Linked DNA regions of Oryctolagus cuniculus: region 2 is linked to region 1. Evidence: chromatin contacts called from public Hi-C data. All regions are on one chromosome and are shown on one strand. Each heading gives the region's core, a stretch centred on a gene start, on an enhancer-like site or on the middle of the called end of the contact. The rest is flanking DNA. Distances are from core to core; before and after follow the strand shown. Region 1 overlaps FOXN3 (forkhead box N3). Region 2 holds the start of FOXN3 (forkhead box N3).

Region 1 (4,342 bases), core at 726-3,225:
AAACCTGCTAGCCAACTAAACCTTGGCTTTCTTGGCAGTAAAATAAGTAATATTTTATACCTCCTTACTAGGTTATTACGATTATTGAAGTAAATAACATGAAACTATAGAGCACTATATACAAGAACAGTTTGGATGTTATATGTTAGATTCCCTTAATGCAGAAAAGAGAATGGTAGAAAGTCATGTAAGGTATGAGCGTGCAGCTGACAGAAAAGGAAATATAAATGACTCTTAAACACATGAAAAGTTACTTTCCCAGACTACTAATGTGAGAAATAGAAACAGACTTTCGGAGGTCAGGTTTACCTGTCAGCACGGTGAGGCTCAAAATAGTTGGTAATGCTTTGTGTTGACTGAGGTGACAAGTAGAGACTCTGCAGAGTACGGATGAAAGTGTGAATTGATACGGTCTGTATGAAAAGCAAATCGACAATGTTAATTGAAATAGAAAATGCATTTACCTTTGGCCAGTCGATTCCATTCCCTCACGCTACACAATCTGCACGTATACAACGAGGCAGCTCCGGGTATGCTCCCCAAGATAGGTTAAGTGAAGAATCCAGGTATGGGACACTCACACACAAATATTTTGTTAACACAGAGAAGAATGCTAGTATTCACAGAGATTGTATCTGAAAGGACGTGCCAGATTTAGAGAACTGGTGTAAGATTTTTTTCTTTCTGCTTCCTTCCTTATTTTTATTTATTTATTTTTTGACAGTACTTGCCTCTCTGCTTATTTTTGCTTCTAAGATGTAGAACCAGGTGGCTACAACAGAGGTGGGAGGCTTGCTTACTTTTTACTGCATATATTTTTGAACTTTCTTCATTTCAAACCAGTGCTTCCGGCACTGTGAAGCAGTGGGTTAAGTCTCTGCCTGTGGAGCCGGCATCCCATGTGGGTGCTGGTTTGAGTTCCGGCTGCTCTATTTCTGATCCAGCTCCCTGCCAATGTACCTGGGAATGCATTGGAGGATGGCCCAGGTGCTTGGGCCCCTGCACCCACAAGGGAAACCTGGAAGACACTGCTGGCTCCTGGCTTCAGATTGGTCCAGTTCCAGCCATTACAGCCATTTGGGGAGTGAACCAGCAGATGAGGACCTCTCTCTATAGCTCTGCCTCTCGAATAAATAAATAAAATAAATCATAAAATAAAAATGAAACGTAACAAGAATAAAAAAAGCAAAATGGACAACAAAAAAAATATGGACAAAGGCCCAAATCTCCTTCCTTCCATAAAAATAAAATTAAAGTCACTTAAGGGCAGTTATTCAGTCTTTATTGTTTCTTTTTTTCCACCCTCTGACTTGCTTGGTTTTAACATGCTTTTCATTGATTTGTTAGAATAAATTCCTTAAACTCTCTGGGCTCTGAAAAGCTACCTGGAGTGGACACCTTATGACTATGCAAAGTGATTGCATTTTCCCTGTTCTAATGAGCCAAAGAGCCAGGCCCGTGTTTTTTCCATGGATCTTGCGATCTGGATTTCTGAACTCTGAGCAACCCTGGGAGAACCGGAAGTGTCAACCCTAACCCAGACATCCGTGTTCCCTGGCTTCCCAGGGAGCCCCCTGCTGGCTGGGGCTTGACCTTGAGGTGGCTAGGGCTGTCCAGGGGCCACGCACCTAACTGGGGAATTGAATGTTTTGATGAATGACTCAGGTTCTACCTTCCTGCTTGACTATAAATAAAAGTTAGTGCTTGGCGACTTCACCTCCCGAGCTTTGTATCTCAACTGACTTCTCTTTTTTTCACTTTCCTATTATCCAGCAAGGGGCTCTTTCGTTAGGTTTGTCTTTTAACTGCATCACCCTACAAGCCCCTCTTCCTGGTTTTTCCTTACCAGATGGTCCCCTCTGTGTCATCATGAGGACGTGTGTGGCCTCTGTGCTCTGGAGCCCACGTGCAGCCCCTAGAGCAGCCATGATTGCTGGGACGTTTTCAAAGGAAGGGGCCCTCTGTGAACCTGTGCCAAGTGGGGTGTTTGGAAGAGCCCCTGCATAGCCCACATGGGGACACCCCCCAGGCCCCAGCAAATAACTTGCTTTATTGTGTATAGGGACAGTTTGGGGTTAAGGGCTAACTTAACCAAGGGTCATGTTTCCCATGCTATTGTGAGCTAAAACCCCTCGCTGGCTTGAATGGGGTTCAGCTTGTTTCTCTGTTTATTCACACCTATAAGGTGGAGATAAGACCAGTGATTGTGGTGGGTCTGGGACCTGCAGGCCTGTATTTGCTGGTAGAGACTTGAGTTTAGCTAATATCTTCACAGAACCTTCCAGCAGACAGCCTCATTTAAACAAACAAACTGTTATATCCTTCACAAAACAACTGCATACGCAACTCTTGAGTGATTTTTCAGATGCTCTTTACAATGATTGGCCCAAGGCCTATCCTGACATCATGTACCACAGAAGCAAGTGCACGCCCTTCTTTGAAGAAGGAGGATAAATCTCAAGGCAACAGATTTCCTTCTGTTTTCTTTCAAGTGTTTGGCTTCCATTCTGTGATTGATTTTATGGAGATCATCAAATCATAATAATGACAGCCTATAATATTCTTACTTTTTCTTAGGTGACTTTTACTAAGTCCCCAGAGTCTGTGGGGTCCCACCTTTCTTAGCGTATTCCGTAAGAACTTTCACCATGGCATGAAATTAAGACAAAAACAAACCAAACAGCTCTGGAAGAGGGAGTTCTGATGTCCAGGATGGAGTCATAGGTACAGCCCTGAAAAAGAGTACCCCAAGATGGACAGAGAGCTGACAGACAGGGCAGAGAAAGTGTTAGGGGTGAAGTCAGCAGGTCTTTGTTCTACAAGCATATCAGGAGTACCTGCTGAATATTCCGCAGTGTGCGGGCTGGGGACACGATATGCAGAGACAGAGTGGTCAGCCAGCTGGACGGGACCCACCGTGGGAATAAACACTAGTGCCAAAGCCCTGAAGATCTCCTCTTTCCCCTGCCCCGTCACACACGTGCCTCGTGGGAAATGGCACTAGCACATGGACTTCCACTTGAGGAACAACACTGGAGGAGGCTGATTGTGGTGCCCTTTGTGGGGTGGGGGAACATGAGGTGGGTTACAGAGATACAGCAGTGTTGGTAGGACAGATGTTGATAGGTTGGACAGGTGTTGGTAAGACAAGTGTTGGTAGGAAGGATTGATGTTGGTAGGACAGGTGTTGGTAAGATAGGTTTCCTGGTAGGAAAGACAGGTGCCAGTAGGCAAGGCAAGCGTTGGTAGGACAGGTGTTGGTAGGACAGGTTGGAGCAGGGTTGGGTAAGAGGAAGACTGGAAACTGTAGTGCAGAAGACTGATGAGAACGCAGATTCTCCCCTAAAAGTTGGACCTACAGCCCTTGAGCCCCTTGGCACAGTGGGGTGTCCGCTGTAAAGGATGTGTTTCCCTTCACCTCATCGTCGGATCTGTCAGCTGTTTTGCCTTGTGCTGCAGTAAAAAATATTTCTCCAGTTCTTAGTAAGCTTAAACCCCTGCCCCGGGCAAGGAACCGACCGATGTCACTGTGCAAACTTCAAAGGCTGAGAAGGTGTTTCAGGTCTCCACTCTCTGAAAGGGTTCCTTTCTTTCAAGGCCAGCCAGAGACATCCACGTGGACATCCCCTCATTACTGCAGTGAGAAGCAGAGACCGCACCTTCACAGCATGTCTGTGGCGCCTGGACTGTGCGGCTCTCCCTGTCTGCCTTCCAGTGCTCACGTCATGCTTTGCATGATGGGTGTGCAGGATGCATGATGTGAAAAGTGGTTCCTTTTCCGTCTGCAGGAGCCTGAGGGTGCACCAGTGGCCCCAGTTGCACCGTCTCTGTTTGCACGAAGCAGTTGCCCAAGGACACGGAAGTTCTTGATCTGCTTTGGCTCGTGATGGGTGTGGTGCCAGTTGCTGAAATATCAGCCAGCTGCTCCCGCTCCATCTCTGATCATCCATCGCTGAACGTCTCTTGGTGACAAGTCACACTGGTGTACTGCAGAGAGGCTGTTTGTCAAGGACATTTCTCTCTCTCTCTCTCTCTCTCTCTCTCTCCTTCTCTCTCTCTCCAGTTTTATCCCTGGGCAATGCAGAATATGTCGCGTTCTCTCTGTCACCCGCAGACAATTTGGCACAGCAGAGTCCCTGAACCTCTGAAAGAATCGGTGGAGAATTTTCAGTAAATTGTCCAGGAAACAGGGAAATACTGGCAGAGCTGCTGGAAATGTTTGCTGTTGGCGGCACATTCTTTCGCACCAAATGTCTTCCAGCTACCAGGCTTTTTTTTCTATATGCATTCATACATTTTGAAAATGAAGGCCTATGACAATCAAGTCTGGGAAGATAAGGGC
Region 2 (4,342 bases), core at 1,363-3,862, 70 kb before region 1:
GAGAGGCAGCTCCTAGTCACGCAGAGCAAGGAGCATGGCGGAAAACAGCTCAGAAGACACTTGACGCGGCAGGGATCGTTGGCATTTGAACGTGGGGCATCGGTGCATGACTTAGCTGCAGGACTTACACCACTGTAGGGTAACAATTTGCCTGGCCGTGGGCTCCATACAACAGAGATGCTGTTTTATTGTACCCATAGCCAACAACGGTGCCTTGCTCAACCTTGCTCAACATCCGATGCATACATTCTTGGATGGATGGATGGGTGAATGAATGAACAAAGGACAGTTTCTTTTGACCACCACCTCTTCTGCTGTGGCCTAGCTTTGAGGAACTGCTGACACCAGCCTTTGTTTTCAGCATCTCATCACCTCTTACTGGTGCTAAGATTACTTTGCGCTAAGCGTTTGCAACATTTGAAGGCTATATGGCTGGTGTGACTACAAAGTAATCAGACCAGTTTTCAACAAAGGGATCAAATGAATTCATCAAGTAAGTTTGGCATTAATCCTTCCAGGAAGGCTGTGCACATCTTCCAGTGACCTTCCCATGCCTCCTGTATGAAATGCACAAGAAAAGGAATGAATCATTTTTTCAAAATAAAATTTTTTTTTTCGGTTAAATGTTCCCCAGCCCCTCACCTGGTTGGCATCTAGGTGGCTTGGGACACATCATCAGGGGAGTGATGTCTCCTTTTGGCAGAGGGGAACAGGAAGTAGACTACTACCAACAGAACCGACTGGTGGCTTGCCCCTGGGTGCAGGAGGGTCGAGAAGTGACTTCCTGGAGGCCCATGGGAACTCTGGTGTCGCCAGGTCTGGACAAGCAGGCCTTATATCTCACCTCATAAACGAAATACCTCAAGTTTCCAGGGTGTGTGAAGCCTTTCAGTACTGGCAATTGGATAACCAAGATCCACGTGCAAAAACCTCATTCCTCCACTGTGGAGTGGAGTCAGTTTTTAGCCTCTGAATGTGAGCAAAGAGGTGCATGAGTGGCAGGGGCATTGCTCAGCCCCAGAGTTTGAAGTTTTCTGTCTGCCAGGGTGCCCTGGGCACCTCCAGTACGGAAATCCGACGAGCCTGGGTCTCAGTGGCTCCGGTTCCCACTTAGCAGAAGCTAGACTTCCTTCGCTTGGTCTCCTGTTTCCATGCTGGTGAATCGCTACTCTGATCAGGTAAGAAATGATGACTAAAGAAATCTGCCGGTGGCTTGGTTTTGGATACCTCATTTTTCTAAAGTCCTTACAAGCATACTTCAAAAGTTCATGGAAAAATAGAAATTAAAAAACAAGTTTATTTTGGTACAAAACATTTTTGAAGTCTCTGTATACAAATGGAGTCTGTTGTGAAAAGACTTTGCATGGGTTTTGGATTTTTTTTTTTTTTTTTTTTGCTCCAAAATGACCTCCTTTAATTTCAGTTTGCGTGAACTGTTTTGAAGTAGCCTTGAACAGAGAAGTAGCTGGGAGGCCTGGTGGTGTTCTGGAAAGCACTGGGCCTGTTGGAGGTACTGGCGACTGGGATTCCAGCAGGTCTGCTCTCCAGGTGTGTGATTTTGGGTAAGTCGCTCCACCTTTAGGGGCCTCTGCTTTCTCATTTGAAAATTGGGGGTCTCATTATCTCCTTACAGGGTTGAGGAACAGATCACGTGGCATGTATGAACAAGAACTTTGAAGATGAACAAGTGCAACGTATTATGACATAAGGCGGCAGCAAAGAGGCCTTTGATGGTTGAGTTATACTCAAAATCTTCCATGATATTGATTTAGCTATAATTGGAGGGGGGGGGGAATTACTTTTCAAAGGGATTTTTTTTTTCCTATTCCAAAAATAGAATCCAGAAAGCACTTCCTCCCATTTGATTTTTCTTTCTGGTGTCAACCACAGCACCATGGTAGTGAGCGGTTTTACCAAATTGTGACCTTCAAACTTGGTGATATCGAAGGAAGTCCCCAGGCTGGAAGCCTTTCAAACAGGCTTTTCAAACACAAGCACTTTTATTTTGAGTTAAGGGCTAACAGAATTGTCCTCTTAAACGAGCCAGTGAGCGCTGGCAAGATTAAAAGTTGCTTTCCAGGTGGGCTGCAGTCAATGAATGAGCCCAGAGGTTGCTAAAAGCCCTTTGGGGGGCAAGAAGGAATCTGATATGATTTCCTGTAACAAACACTCCGACCCCTGCTGTGAAAGAGAAACCTAGACCAGCGCAGCCCTCTTAATCCTGGGTGAGCTGATTTGTGCATGCATCTAGGATCATAATTTACTTTCAGCTTACGGAATTTGTGCGTTTTTGCATTTGTTTTAATTTGTAATTAAGTTTCCTCTGTGCGGCACGCCATATGCCACCATTAATTCTTTCTCGTTGATTTCTTGGGAGATACATGACTGCATATTTTGATGCAATTTTTGAGGTCTTTTGAAAATCAAATGACTACGTGGTTAGCCATATGGGGCTTTGTTATTTAAAATAGCGTATTACAAAAAGTACGAGAGAGCAAAATGCAAAAAAGGACCTGTTAGCAGGGGGAAATACTGGGGAAAAGTGTTTAAAAGGTTGTTTTTAAAACACACACACACACACACACACACACCAGCCTCTTTCGCGGTGCATTTTTGAAATCTCCGGGTCGATCCCGCACGTCTCTCAGCCTCGGTGAACGCACCAGCGCGCCGGGCCCACCTCCCAATGCCGGTTCCTGCCCGCGCTGTATTTACGCCGGGGCTGCGGATACGAACATCTGCCTTCGGAGTTCGCTGGCAGCCGGCGTCTTCCTCCCCACGCCTCCTGCCCGGCCTCGGACGCTCGGCCCCGGGCAGGTCGGCGCACAGCCGGGGCCGCCGTGCTCCGTGTTGCCGGGGATCCTCGGCGCCCGCGAGCTGCCTGCGGTACGTGAGGGCTGCAGACCGGGCCGCGGGCGGGCGGGCGGGCGCGCGGCGCGCACTAGGACCCAGCGGGGCTCCGGGCCCGGGTGGGAGCCGCGCCGCCGACCCCGGGCGGGCGCCGGGCGCTGGAGCCGGGGTTCCGGCCGCGATCGGCTGCAGCTCGGCCGGGAGACGGCGCGACCCGGCGGCGGGGCCACCCGCGAGTCCAGCGCCGCCGCGGCCCCCCGATGCGGCCGCGAGAAGCAGCGGGGGGGCAGGCGATCGCAGGTAACGAAAACGGGGCTCGCTTCCTGCCGCCCAGCCTCCTGCTCCGGTTTAGCATTGTCATGCGGAGCCGGGGCGGCCGCGTTTGGGGGCCCCCTTCGGTGTTGGGGGGAAGGCGCCCGCCCTCGTGTTCCCACCTGGTTCCGGATTGATTTATAGCGTGGCCGCCCCGGTGGGAGAGACCGGGGATGCCAACTTGCTTATTTTCATTACTTTTCTCTCCGAAGTTAGTTCATTACCAAAAAAAAAAAAAGTTTCTCAGAAATGTGTGAATAGTCGTTTTCTTAAAAAAAATTTTTTTTGAGATTGCAGACAAATGGGTATTTATAAAAATGAGCAAATAGCGGGTGTCGTTCTGCGCCTGACTTGTGGGGAAACCCACTTTCTTGGGCTCCCTGACGTGACTTTTGTTTGCAAGCAACCAACATGCTGGATGTGAGTTTGGCTCGCCCGGAGTTTCGCTCGGCATTGCTGGTCGCAACTGTTTTGCTCTCCATTATAAACACTGGCAGATCTGCAGGCGGTCGGAGCCTCTTCCAGTCCTGCCCCTGGCTATCCTGATATGACACACGGAGACCAGGATTTCCGTGGAAAGCGCTGAGAATATTTCTGTTTTTTTTTTTTTTTTTTTGGGGGGGGGGGGAGGGAGAAAAACCTGTTTTGAGGATTTAAGCCGTGGTGACTGGCTGGGGAGACCGGAGAGGCGATTTTTCCTGCTCTGTGAATACTCCCGGGATGACATTTGGGAAAGAGAGAGGCAGCTTTTCATTGTGGGGCTGCTAATTGATTTAATGTATTAGTTTCAGCTGGCTGGGCGCGGGGAGCCCCCGTCAGCGGCCGAGCCTCAGGTGACACATTTGCCAGCAAACGTGAGAGAGAGGAGAGCCGGGCCGGGAAGCCCTGGTCGGCTGGGAGCCCCCAGGTGGAGCTGCCGAGGCTGGGTGCGAGCGGCTCAGTGAGGAAGGAGGGCACCGTTTTCCTTAGCCGGGAAGACGTCCTATTCTTTTCCTTTTGTTCCCCGGTTTTTCATTGATCGCCAGCTCTGCCTTGGAGAGGGCTGGCAGCTGAGAGGGTAGGGAGCCCTGAGGACTGCCGGCACCAAGGGCTGGAGCCCACTTAACTCTCGCACGGATTGGCCAGCCAGACTGAGACTTAGGAAAACAGCCAGCGAGAGCCTGCTTGGCCGTAATTCCAG

The links. A called contact is a pair of places that touch in the nucleus more often than the background predicts.
Region 2: a Hi-C map of psoas muscle shows a contact between it and region 1, with 1.6 times the contacts expected there. The contact joins the promoter of FOXN3 here to the enhancer-like site in region 1. A contact is called at or near these places in 2 of 6 Hi-C or Micro-C datasets (psoas muscle and an unstated tissue).

The regions. Positions count from the first base shown.
Region 1 is chr20:35,229,059-35,233,400 of mOryCun1.1, reverse strand. All of the region lies in intron 1 of FOXN3 (forkhead box N3), which reads left to right. It overlaps LOC138847277 (a long non-coding RNA gene), which reads right to left. Exons shown (of 2, transcript XR_011385010.1): 2 at 1-4,342. Among named protein-coding and RNA genes, the nearest start is that of FOXN3, 70 kb to the left of the region's middle. Within about 2 kb of position 1,975, at least 1 of the 8 cell types and tissues checked has an H3K27ac peak or open chromatin away from gene starts, as enhancers often do.
Region 2 is chr20:35,299,278-35,303,619 of mOryCun1.1, reverse strand. It overlaps FOXN3 (forkhead box N3), which reads left to right and starts at 2,612. Exons shown (of 7, transcript XM_070065521.1): 1 at 2,612-2,886.